Regions from separate parts of the Gossypium hirsutum genome. Here region 1 is linked to region 2. Evidence: chromatin contacts called from public Hi-C data. All regions are on one chromosome and are shown on one strand. Each heading gives the region's core, a stretch centred on a gene start, on an enhancer-like site or on the middle of the called end of the contact. The rest is flanking DNA. Distances are from core to core; before and after follow the strand shown.

Evidence for each region. A called contact is a pair of places that touch in the nucleus more often than the background predicts.
Region 1: a Hi-C map of leaf shows a contact between it and region 2, with 2.0 times the contacts expected there. The contact joins the promoter of LOC107963697 here to the promoter of LOC107963669 in region 2. A contact is called at or near these places in 10 of 34 Hi-C or Micro-C datasets (callus, fibers, hypocotyl and 2 more).

The regions. Positions count from the first base shown.
Region 1 is chrA03:2,751,977-2,757,413 of Gossypium_hirsutum_v2.1, forward strand. LOC107963697 (cytochrome P450 71AU50) reads right to left here and starts at 2,494. Exons shown (of 2, transcript XM_041105588.1): 1 at 1,376-2,494; 2 at 508-1,295. The coding sequence starts at 2,191. The coding sequence ends at 666.
Region 2 is chrA03:2,619,867-2,625,073 of Gossypium_hirsutum_v2.1, forward strand. It overlaps LOC107963669 (primary amine oxidase-like), which reads left to right and starts at 1,323. Exons shown (of 6, transcript XM_016900100.2): 1 at 1,323-2,313; 2 at 2,316-2,656; 3 at 3,345-3,458; 4 at 3,546-3,986; 5 at 4,062-4,159; 6 at 4,240-4,749. The coding sequence starts at 1,419. The coding sequence ends at 4,450.

The DNA of each region.
Region 1 (5,437 bases), core at 1,244-3,743, 130 kb after region 2:
AATAATTTTTGGATACGAGATAACGAATCAACAGAAAACGATTGAACACCACAACCGGTCAAGACAGGAGGCTGATTGCGACAACAAAATGAAGGAAAAGAGAGCAAATATGTGCGGCAATGGCAAAAAATCAGCAATAAAGTCCAGCCACAACAGAGAAGTGAAGAGATGAATAAAATTAAAAGAAAACGAGAGGAGAAGACGATCAATGGGGTGCGGCGGCCACAAGTGGAGGAGGAAGGGAAGAAAGAGGCGGCACAAAGATGGAAAAATTAGGGTTTTAGGAGCGGCAAGGCAAGGATAAAGAAGAAAAGTTGAAGAATGAGAGGAAGAGAGGAGGGTGGGACGGCAAAGAGAAAAGAAAAAATGATCAAAAGAGGTTGAACAAAAAATTAAATAATATTTATATCTAGGGTTACAGCATGGGACAATATAGCTAGGATTTTGGACAAAAAAAATTAAGGGAAGGGAATTAAATTCAAGGACAAATTCATTAACTCTTAATCATCAAACTAATAACTCTTTCTTTATTCAATCAAATAAAAGATATCAATAAAATGGGGCATTAGAGTAGTTGATATCTCAGTCCTAGATGACATGCCAGGATTAATAGACGATAGTAATTTGCAAAAGGAGATACATATAATAATAATAGTTTATAGCCATTACTTTTTGTAAAGCACATGATCAGACAATCTTGGTATGGGAATAAGACGTAAAGGGTTCTTTTTCTTTATAACAATTCCAAATTTGCTGGAAAGGTCAAGCTGTTCGCCTTGGGGCAATTTCCATTCAAAAGAATGCAGCAATGAGGCCAATATGAAAGATAACATCTTCTCCGCTAGGGTTATGCCTGGACAACGTCTCCTTCCTGACCCAAATGGCATATATCGAAAACCATTTCCAAGAAAATTGAACTTTCCAGGCTCATCCAAGAACCTTTCGGGTCGAAATTCTGAAGGGTTGTCCCAAATATTGGGGTCCATGTGAATGCACCACATGTTTAAATACACCTTGCTACCCTTTGGAATGGTATAGCCACCCACGGTGAGTGATTGAGCAGAACAACGAGGAATAAGAAGGGGCAGAGGTGGATGCAATCTGAAGGTCTCCTTTATCACTGCATTTAGGTAACTTAAATTAGGCAAGTGAAACTCTTCAATGATGTCATTTACCCCAACAACATCAGTTAGTTCTTTCTTCACTTTCTCCATTATTTCTGGATGTTGCATTACCTCTGCCATTACCCACTCTGTCGTAGTTGAAGTAGTATCTGTTGCACCTACCACAATGTCCTATTACAAACCACCAATTACTCAAAACGAATTAAAGAAGGAAAAATAATGTATGATAGCTAAAAATCATAAAATCTTACCATGAGAAGGCCCTTTACTTGATTCATCGTAAGTGATGAAGGGCTATCTTGGTTCTTGTGTAAATCCAAGAGCAATTGTAAGAAGTCGAATTTTTGTTCACTCGTTTCTTTCTCAGTCACCGTGTTCATTCTGAGTTCAATCACAGACTCTAAAAGTTCATTGAACGATTGACGGATTTTCTTCATTCCCCTCTTGATACCTTGGATGTCTAACCATGCAATCGCGGGGAAAATATCTGAAATGTTTGGTTTTCCCACTAACACCATCATCTGCGAAGAAATATCTTTGAAGCGACCCTCAACCGCAGTCCCTTTCTCTCCTCGGAGTGCGCCTCCCCACACCATCTTTCCGATCAAATTGATTAACGCACAGTATGCCAATTCGCCGATATCAATTGGCTTGCCAACGTTTTCATACACATCCTCCACCATTTTCATCACTTGCTCTCGTCGTAGATCATAACAGGCATTAAGGTTAGCGTTGCTTAGCATATCGGTCGCGAGAACTTTGCGCTTGTTTTTCCAGCTGGGACTGCTGTAAGAGTCGAACGCAACATCATTGGAGCCAAAGGTAATAATCTGTGCAGCAATGGGAGGTTCTCGCTCTGAAAATGCTATATCATGGTCACGAACCACTTCTTTTACAAGCGATGGAGAGCTAATTACTACGGTTAGCTTGTTCCCAAGCCAAAGCTTGTAAATGGGACCATAAACTCCACCCAACTCCGTAAAGACCAGATGGAGATTATCGAATCCAAGAAATGGAAGATACCCCAGGATTGGCAACCCACGGGGACCAGGTGGTAAAGGAGCCATCGGTTTCCTCGCCTTCCAAAATGAGTACAAGAGTGAAATTCCCTATATGGCAACCAGAAATGAGAAAGATGCTGGGAACAGTCCATCTTTCTGGTTGCCAACATTCAACAGCCATGAAAACGAGCTGCAAGCTGTTTGCAACATCTTGTTGCTTTGGGAGGAAAACCAAGAAATTTTAATGTGAACCCACTGAGTTTATCACGAAGTGCTGTGTTTATTATTGCTGAAAAGGGACCATGATTTACAGTGCAACTGGTTTGGATAAAAAGAATATTTCCTACTTCAACTTTGAGAAAAAATTTTAATATGATAACTAAAATTTTAAAATATTTTTAATTTTGATTAATTTTAGTTATTGTATTTCAATATTATTGTTTTGGTTCTCACTTTTTATCATTACAAAAATAAATTATATTTGATAAATATGATATGACATATTTACTCATATATTTAGTAGAGGTATAATTCTCATAATTGTTATGATGATTAAGATATGTTTACTCGTAAAATTTATTTGAGTTCAGGCTTCCAAAGATTAAGTAGTAGGCTTTTATTTAAATAGTTTCCTTTGAATGGAGTGCGTACATTTATAGTATAGGTATGCCTCTACTTTTATTTGAGTAATTTCCTTTGAATGTAGCCTGTACATATATAGTATAGGTATGCCCCTACTTTATGTGTGAACACTATCCCTTTAATTAGGCAATAAAAAGAAATTGTTAGTCATCACACATCTAAGTTATCCTTTTTGTTCATATGATTAACTATGTGTGGTGAAATCTGAAGGCTAAAAATTATTTTTTTAAAAATTATTGTAAGAATTTGTAATTTTTTTATTTGAAGTATTTGATGTTATTGTGAAATTATATTAAAATTTAAAAATTAAATTAATTAAAATTATATTTAAATTCATTAATATTACTATGTATGAAATATAAATTTTAAATATTTTTAAATAATTAATATAATTTTTTTAAAATTTAATTTGAATATATATATATGATATTTCAAATATTAAAATCACATAATTTAATTTGAAGATATCCCACTATCGGCAACCCTCGAGGGCCTGGCGGCAACTGGGCGACGATCTTCTTGGACTTCTTAACGGACCATAGGTGCCAAAGTGAAATTGCAAGTATGACCATGACAAAGGATAAGACAGCGCGAAAGAGTCCATCTCTCGGCTTGCTCAAATCTAATAGCCATGGGTACAAGGAGTAAGCTGTCTGCAACATTCTAGGAGGAGCTAGAGAAAAAAGATGATGATTCACAATAAAAAAAGTAGTGAAGTGATAAGAAAGTAGACATGATTTTATTTAGGAGATTTAACTAGAGGGCAACTATGGATGACTTGGCTGGAACTTGGCCTCGTATAGTCTTTAGGCTCTGAAATTTGGTTTAATCATAACCTCTAAAAACTATTTTGAAAAATAAATCAATTAATCTATTTTTTTTCCAAAATATTCAACCATTGATTCAATCAGATTTTTATTCTAATTTAAACAATTTGGTTTGATTGAAAATAATCATGATTTTTTTAGACTCAATTGAGACATTAAACTTACAAAATTGACTAAATCAATCCTTTAACTAATTTTGATTATCTGTTCCTAGAATTACTAAGGTGATTGTTAACGGTCACTAAATCAACTAATGAATGCTGATTTGGCACTACCATGTCAGTAAGATAAAAAAATAAAAATAAAAATTTAGAAATTCAAGTTCAAAATGAACCTAGACAGATAATCTTGAATCTAAACAATTTAAATTCATTTTGCCTTTATAGTATTTTTTTGGTTGAAACTAAAGTATTCACCGCCGATAGAAATAACTAATCTTCTTGTTGTGGATGGTATCTGAAAAGTTATATGGTTAGTAATGAAATGAGTTCTATCCCCATAAACGAGAATCAAACCCCCAACCTTATAATTAAGGGATAAGGTAAATAAACACTACATTAAACCACTGAATTTTTTATGGTATAAAGAACGATAAGGATATAGTATATGGAAAGATAAGCTTGGACCACTCGCTGGATACTTGGAGGCATGTGTTCGATTGCCTTTCGTTGTTAGGGAGTGTTAATGATTGTGATGGTAGAAAAGAAAATGTTTTGATCTTTTATCTATTTTGTCGTTCATTGGTGGAGTCATCTCAATCAGTTTAAAAATGTAAAAACAAAACTTGTCTTTAATAATTTTAATAATTTTTAATTATTGATGATATTTTAATAATTTTTTTTATGTTATCGACACATAATTTTGATAATTTTTTTTACTCTGAACTTCAAATCCATAACTTTGAACCTCGAACCTCAAACTCGTAACCTATAACCTTAGTTTTTAGTTTGAATGATTCCCATATTTCTTAAGAGATGGAATTACTTGGTTTTCAATTGAGTGAATTTAGATTTTTTTTTGAAAAATTGAACATTTTAAGTTTATATTTTAGGTTTGGTTAGTTTTGTTTTTGGATCATTTCAAATTCAGGATTGTTTAAATTCGAATTGTTTTGAATTTGAATCATTCGAGTTTGTCAATCGATTTTTCAAATCGGGTATTTTAGGTTCAAATCTGATATTTAAATTTAAGTAATATAATAATAAAGTACAATGTAAACACGGACTCTTAACAGTTAAGTAATCAGTGTTCCAATTCAATCCAATATCCACGATTCAAGGGATTAAATAGGGTAATCCAATTCGATCCAATCTCCAAAATTGTTTCCCAAAGCGATATAATTTTCATTGATAGGTTAGATATTTAATAAATTGTTAACAACTCAAATATGAAAATAAATTTTTCCAATGATTGAATTTTTTACACATATTTGATAATCTAAAACAAAAACGATCCGATAGATTTTTTTTTTTTACAAAACAAATGTGTGGAAAATGATAACTAAATAAGAGCTACTTACCACTTAATGGACAATATTTTTCATTAATTCAATTTTATTTTATTTATTTTAATATTAGGTAGCATTTGGTGTTTTCCATGTTATGATTCTAACAAAATGTGATTCCTTATAATGCGGTTTCTAGGAAAGTTATTTTGCAATGTTTGGTATAAATCAAAATGTCCTTAGAATGTTTTTATTATCACGTTTGATTTGCTAACTACTTTTCTAAAAATGTAATGATAATTTACAAATTTTTTCATATAATATATTTAATATTTTACAATAAATTAACTTTAATAATAATTTTTGGGATTAAATATCTAATAATATATTAATTGATCA
Region 2 (5,207 bases), core at 73-2,572:
CAAAGGTATTTTTCTTGTTGATAGATTAATCCTTTTTTTGTTGACTCTTCCTGATTCAACTGCAACTACAGAAAGAGCATTTTTGGTGATGAAAATTGTCAAAATAAGGCTTCGCAACAAAATGAAGGAAGAGTTTCTTATAGATAATTTTGTTGTTTATATTGAGAGAGAGATTGCTGAAACTTTTGATTTAGACTCTATATTTAGTAATTTTATTCCCCGGAAAAAATGTCGTGTACACTTTTAAGTAATGATATGTTATTTCTTTTTAATTTTTGGAAAATTGCTTCTTTTGAATCGATTTTTTATATTTAAATCGATTGTCATGTTAAAATACTGCTTTTTTTAATCAAGTGTTTTACCTTTAAATCGATTGTTACATAAAACATCTAATTTTAGCTTGCCCCCCCTAAGATTAACATCCTGGCTCCGCCACTACCTATATCTTTTGCATAATACAGTTCAATAACCATATAATAATTGAAATCTAAATCATGCAATTAGAGTAAAACAATAATTTTAACATACATTTTCTTGCAATAAAGATTTCTTTTAAATCAAAATTTGACAAGGTCACTAACCTTGATGCAACTACATTTGCCAATATCCGTCCTCATAGTACCATGCTTGTAGTGGCATGTGAATGAGTGGTGACTGACAAGTCTTTTTTAATTTATCATAAAATGCGAAAATAAAAACCTTAAAATTGTTGGTGTGTGAAGATAAAAATAAACTTATGAGAAATTAACGAATACTTCAAGGCGTGTATCAATATCACTTTCTTTAATGTTCTATTTGCCCTTCACCTATATTATGGTGTGTAAAAGAGTTACTGACAAATGAATATCAAGGATACAATGAAACCCAATGATTGTCTACGTTTTACACTGATAGAAACAGTTCACTGAACAATGAGTAAATCATAGCAATGATATTAATTTCTATAAAGAATTTTTGCAATAATTCTTTATAGAACAATATAGGAATACAAAAAATGGTGGCAGAAATAGAAAAAAAACTTTGTTTTTATATTTTTAGATGTATTATACAAATGAAAATTCACTCTTATTTATAGAAAGTCTTATTTCTCTTCATAGAGACATTATTACCTAAATGGACAGTCATATTTTTAATAATAAATATAATTATTTAATAGATATCTAATGAATAATTATGACTATTTATTAATAATTAAAAAAATAACTTTTGAATTAAAAAAATAACTATAATAGTAACTTTTAATTTGAATCATTGCATATAATTACAACAGGTACGGATGATGATAAATGTCAAAGTTCTATTAGGAACGGCCACATAATCATGTGGCCTTGGAAATTTCGTCTTTCATCTCACACCCGAAGCGGCAATAATGGCTTTGCCAATCTGATCTGAATTACCTTTAGCTTTTAGGGGAAATTATGGAGAAAACTTCATGTCTTCATTTCTGTTTCATTTCATGCTTAGTTTTATTCATTATTGTAGGTTCATGGTACCGTTCTAGCATTTCATCGTTGCCTGGTTACTCACTGCAAACTCAAAAACCGATATATCACTCAGCTGAGACCCCTCACCATCCACTTGATCCTCTTACTGTGAAAGAAATCAACAGGGTCCGGACCATCCTCTCATCTTATGAACCCTTTTCATTTACCTTCCCTACTATTCATACTATACTGCTCGATGAACCAGACAAGGTACAGGTTCTGAAGTGGAGAAAAGGTGACCCATTTCCACCACGAAAAGCACAAGTTTTGGCTCTGCTGAATGGCCAGTCCCATGTGCTTAATGTGGACTTGGATTCTATACGTGTCACTAGCCATGTCATCAATCCACGCTCAGGCTATCCGATGCTATCTATGGACGATATTTCGGCGGCGTCTAAAGCACCGTTTTCTAATGCGGAATTCAACAAATCTATTGCTGCCCGTGGGGTGTCATCATCAGAGTTGATCTGCTTACCGCCTTCGGCAGGCTGGTTTGGGCCTAATGAAGAAGGCAAAAGAGTAGTGAAGGTCCTGTGTTTCTCTAACCAAGGCACACCCAATTTCTACATGAGACCCATTGAAGGGCTCGTCATGACGGTGGACTTGGATACAATGGAAGTGCTGAAATTCTCTGATACGGGCCGAGATATCCCCATTCCAAAAAGTACCGACACAGATTACAGGTACACAGCTCAAAAGAAGGAACCACAAATGGAACCATTGAACCCAATTTCCATAGAACAACCAAAAGGACCAAGTTTTAGAGTTGAAGATGGGCATATAGTGAAGTGGGCCAACTGGGTGTTTCACCTCAAGGCTGACCACCGCGCTGTTTGGTGATTTTGAGGGTCATGGTGCGGGACTCGGAGAATGGTGAGCTGAGGGATGTGATGTACAAAGGGTTCGCTTCAGAATTTTTTGTACCATACATGGACCTTGATGAGTCCTGGTATTTTAAGTCGTATATGGATGCTGGTGAGTTTGGTTTAGGGATGTCAGCCCTTCCACTTGTGCCACTAAATGATTGTCCAAGGCACTCTTATTACATGGACGGCATTTTCGCTACTCCCGATGGAAACCCATTTGTTCAGCCCAACATGATTTGCCTGTTTGAGCGCTATGCCGGCGACATCAGTTGGCGACATTCAGAGGGCCTACTCACTGATTTCCAGGTAATAAATAACTCCAACAATAGTAACAATGATAAACCCTGATACTTTTAAAATAAGCTTAACTACGAAATAGGCCCCCAAATTATATTATTCTTTTCACTTAAGTACTAAAGTTGTTCGGGGAAAAATGTACTTAAATAATAATTCCTCTCATGTTGTCAACAATATCCAATTAAAAACGTGTCATATATTGTATGCTTATTGCTTGATATGAATTTGAGTAAATGGGAAAGTAATTGATGGTATAGAAAACACTTTTTTACCAAAAAAAGAAACTTCGAAGTACGAGAGTCTTGCGACATGTTTCAAAAGTTGTTTCCTATCTATTTTTAATGTTTAATTAAGATATAAAATAATCTAAACTTAACACGAGTCTATTTAATCTAATAGAGGTGAAACTTTTATTTTAACATCGTTATAGCTCTATAATCATACCAACTTCATAAGAATAATATGAATTTAACACAATCCTATTTAATTTAATAGAGGTGAAATTTTTATTTTAGTATCGTTATAGCTCTATAATTGTACCAACTTCAAAATAAATCATTTTTAAAGTAAAAAAAAAATTAAGAGAACTTGATTTTAACTTTTCAACTACAGAGAGTAGATTGCAAACATTATAAAAATTATAATCAATGAAAACATATTTTAATTTGTTTTTCTATTTCCATTATTGTACTTGTAGATTAGGGAGGCAAGACCAAAAGTAACTCTCGTTGCTCGTATGGCAGCATCAGTGGGAAACTACGATTACATCTTTGATTGGGAGTTTCAAACAGATGGTTTAATAAATGTTAAGGTCATTCTCTTATGCCATTAATTTTCACCAACTTCTCCCTCAGCAATAGCGTATGCCATTCATTTTGTATGATTTAACTTTGTACAGGTAGGACTTTCAGGAATGCTAATGGTGAAAGGCAGTCCTTACCATCAAGCGCCTAACCAAGATGCCATGTCGGGTCCTCTCATTTCCGAGAATCTCATCGGAGTAGTTCACGATCACTTTGTTACCTTTCACCTCGACATGGATATCGATGGGGCAAACAATTCGTTTGTTAATGTTAATCTTGTTAAGGAACGGAGTTTACCAGAGGAATCCCCTAGGAAGAGCTACTTGAAAGCTAAGAGAAAAATAGCTAAGACTGAAAAAGATGCACAAATTAAGCTTAAATTGTATGATCCCTCAGAGTTTCATATGATTAATCCTTCTAAAAGGTCTAGGCTAGGAAATCCAACAGGATACAAGATTGTTCCTGGAGGAACTGCAGCTAGTTTGCTTGATCATAGTGATCCTCCACAACTAAGAAGCGCCTTCACCAACAGCCAGGTAAAACCCTTTTATCCTTTTTTTGCTCTTGATTGAATGATTTTGCACTCTTTATTGAGTTCTTTTTTTGAATAGATATGGGTGACTCCTTATAACAAGAGTGAACAATGGGCTGGTGGGCTTCTAACTTATCAAAGTAGGGGAGATGACACTCTTGCTGTGTGGTCTGAAAGGTATAAAACTCGATAAATGAATCAATTCTTGTAATGCATACGTTCTACCCTGATTTTCTGCTTTAATCCATCGAGAACAGGGATCGTTCTATTGAAAATAAGGATATCGTGTTGTGGTACACCTTGGGGTTCCATCACATTCCATGCCAAGAAGATTTCCCTGTAATGCCAACAGTGACATCAGGGTTTGAGCTAAAGCCTGTCAATTTCTTCGAAAGCAACCCAATTCTTCGAGCTGCCCCAGCTTTTGAGAAAGATTTACCTGTTTGTAGGCCTAGTGCTTCCCCTTGAAGTCTTGATTAGCACTTGAAAGCTCTTCTCTTACCATAAGATCCCAGTTCATGCCTGCAATAGAATATATCATACAAGTTATCTATCTTCGAGAAAAAAAGATCATATTATTATCACAATCAAATGTATTTTAGTAATGTATTGTTGATTGTAAATTCCAAAAAATCATTTTAGCAATCGGAGGGGTTTAGGTAATATTATTGTGTGAATTAGTTTGAAAATTTGATATGATATTAACGTTGTGCTGGACCATTTATTTAAAAGCTGTTTGATAATAGATAAATATTTCTTATATTTTTTAATATTTTTTATATGTTGTTTTTTTATAGAATTCCTAAAACTATCCCTTCTCGACCCCTAAATAGGAGGATGAGGCACATTCGAACTCATGTCAACAATATCAATATCAATCAAACTAAGATTTAATTAGCATATTTTTAAATAATTTAAATTTGAAAATAACGAGAAAAAACTCAAAAATTAAGTACATATAGTCATATAGAGTCTGAACGTGGATCTCACAAGCACCTCTCTCTCTCTATATTTTTTGGAATTAGGAGAAAGGGTTCTTTTTATGAATTCTTCCATTTTTTTTTCACTTTTTAGTCATCAAACACATTACTTAATTCATTCTTTTATCATGGGAGCTCTGTATATTTTCTCCCTTTCATCTCAATCTCTAATGATTTTTCGTCGTACAGTGAATCATTTCAAACTTTCACCAATTTTTTTTCTTTGTTAATTTCTTGGATAAATA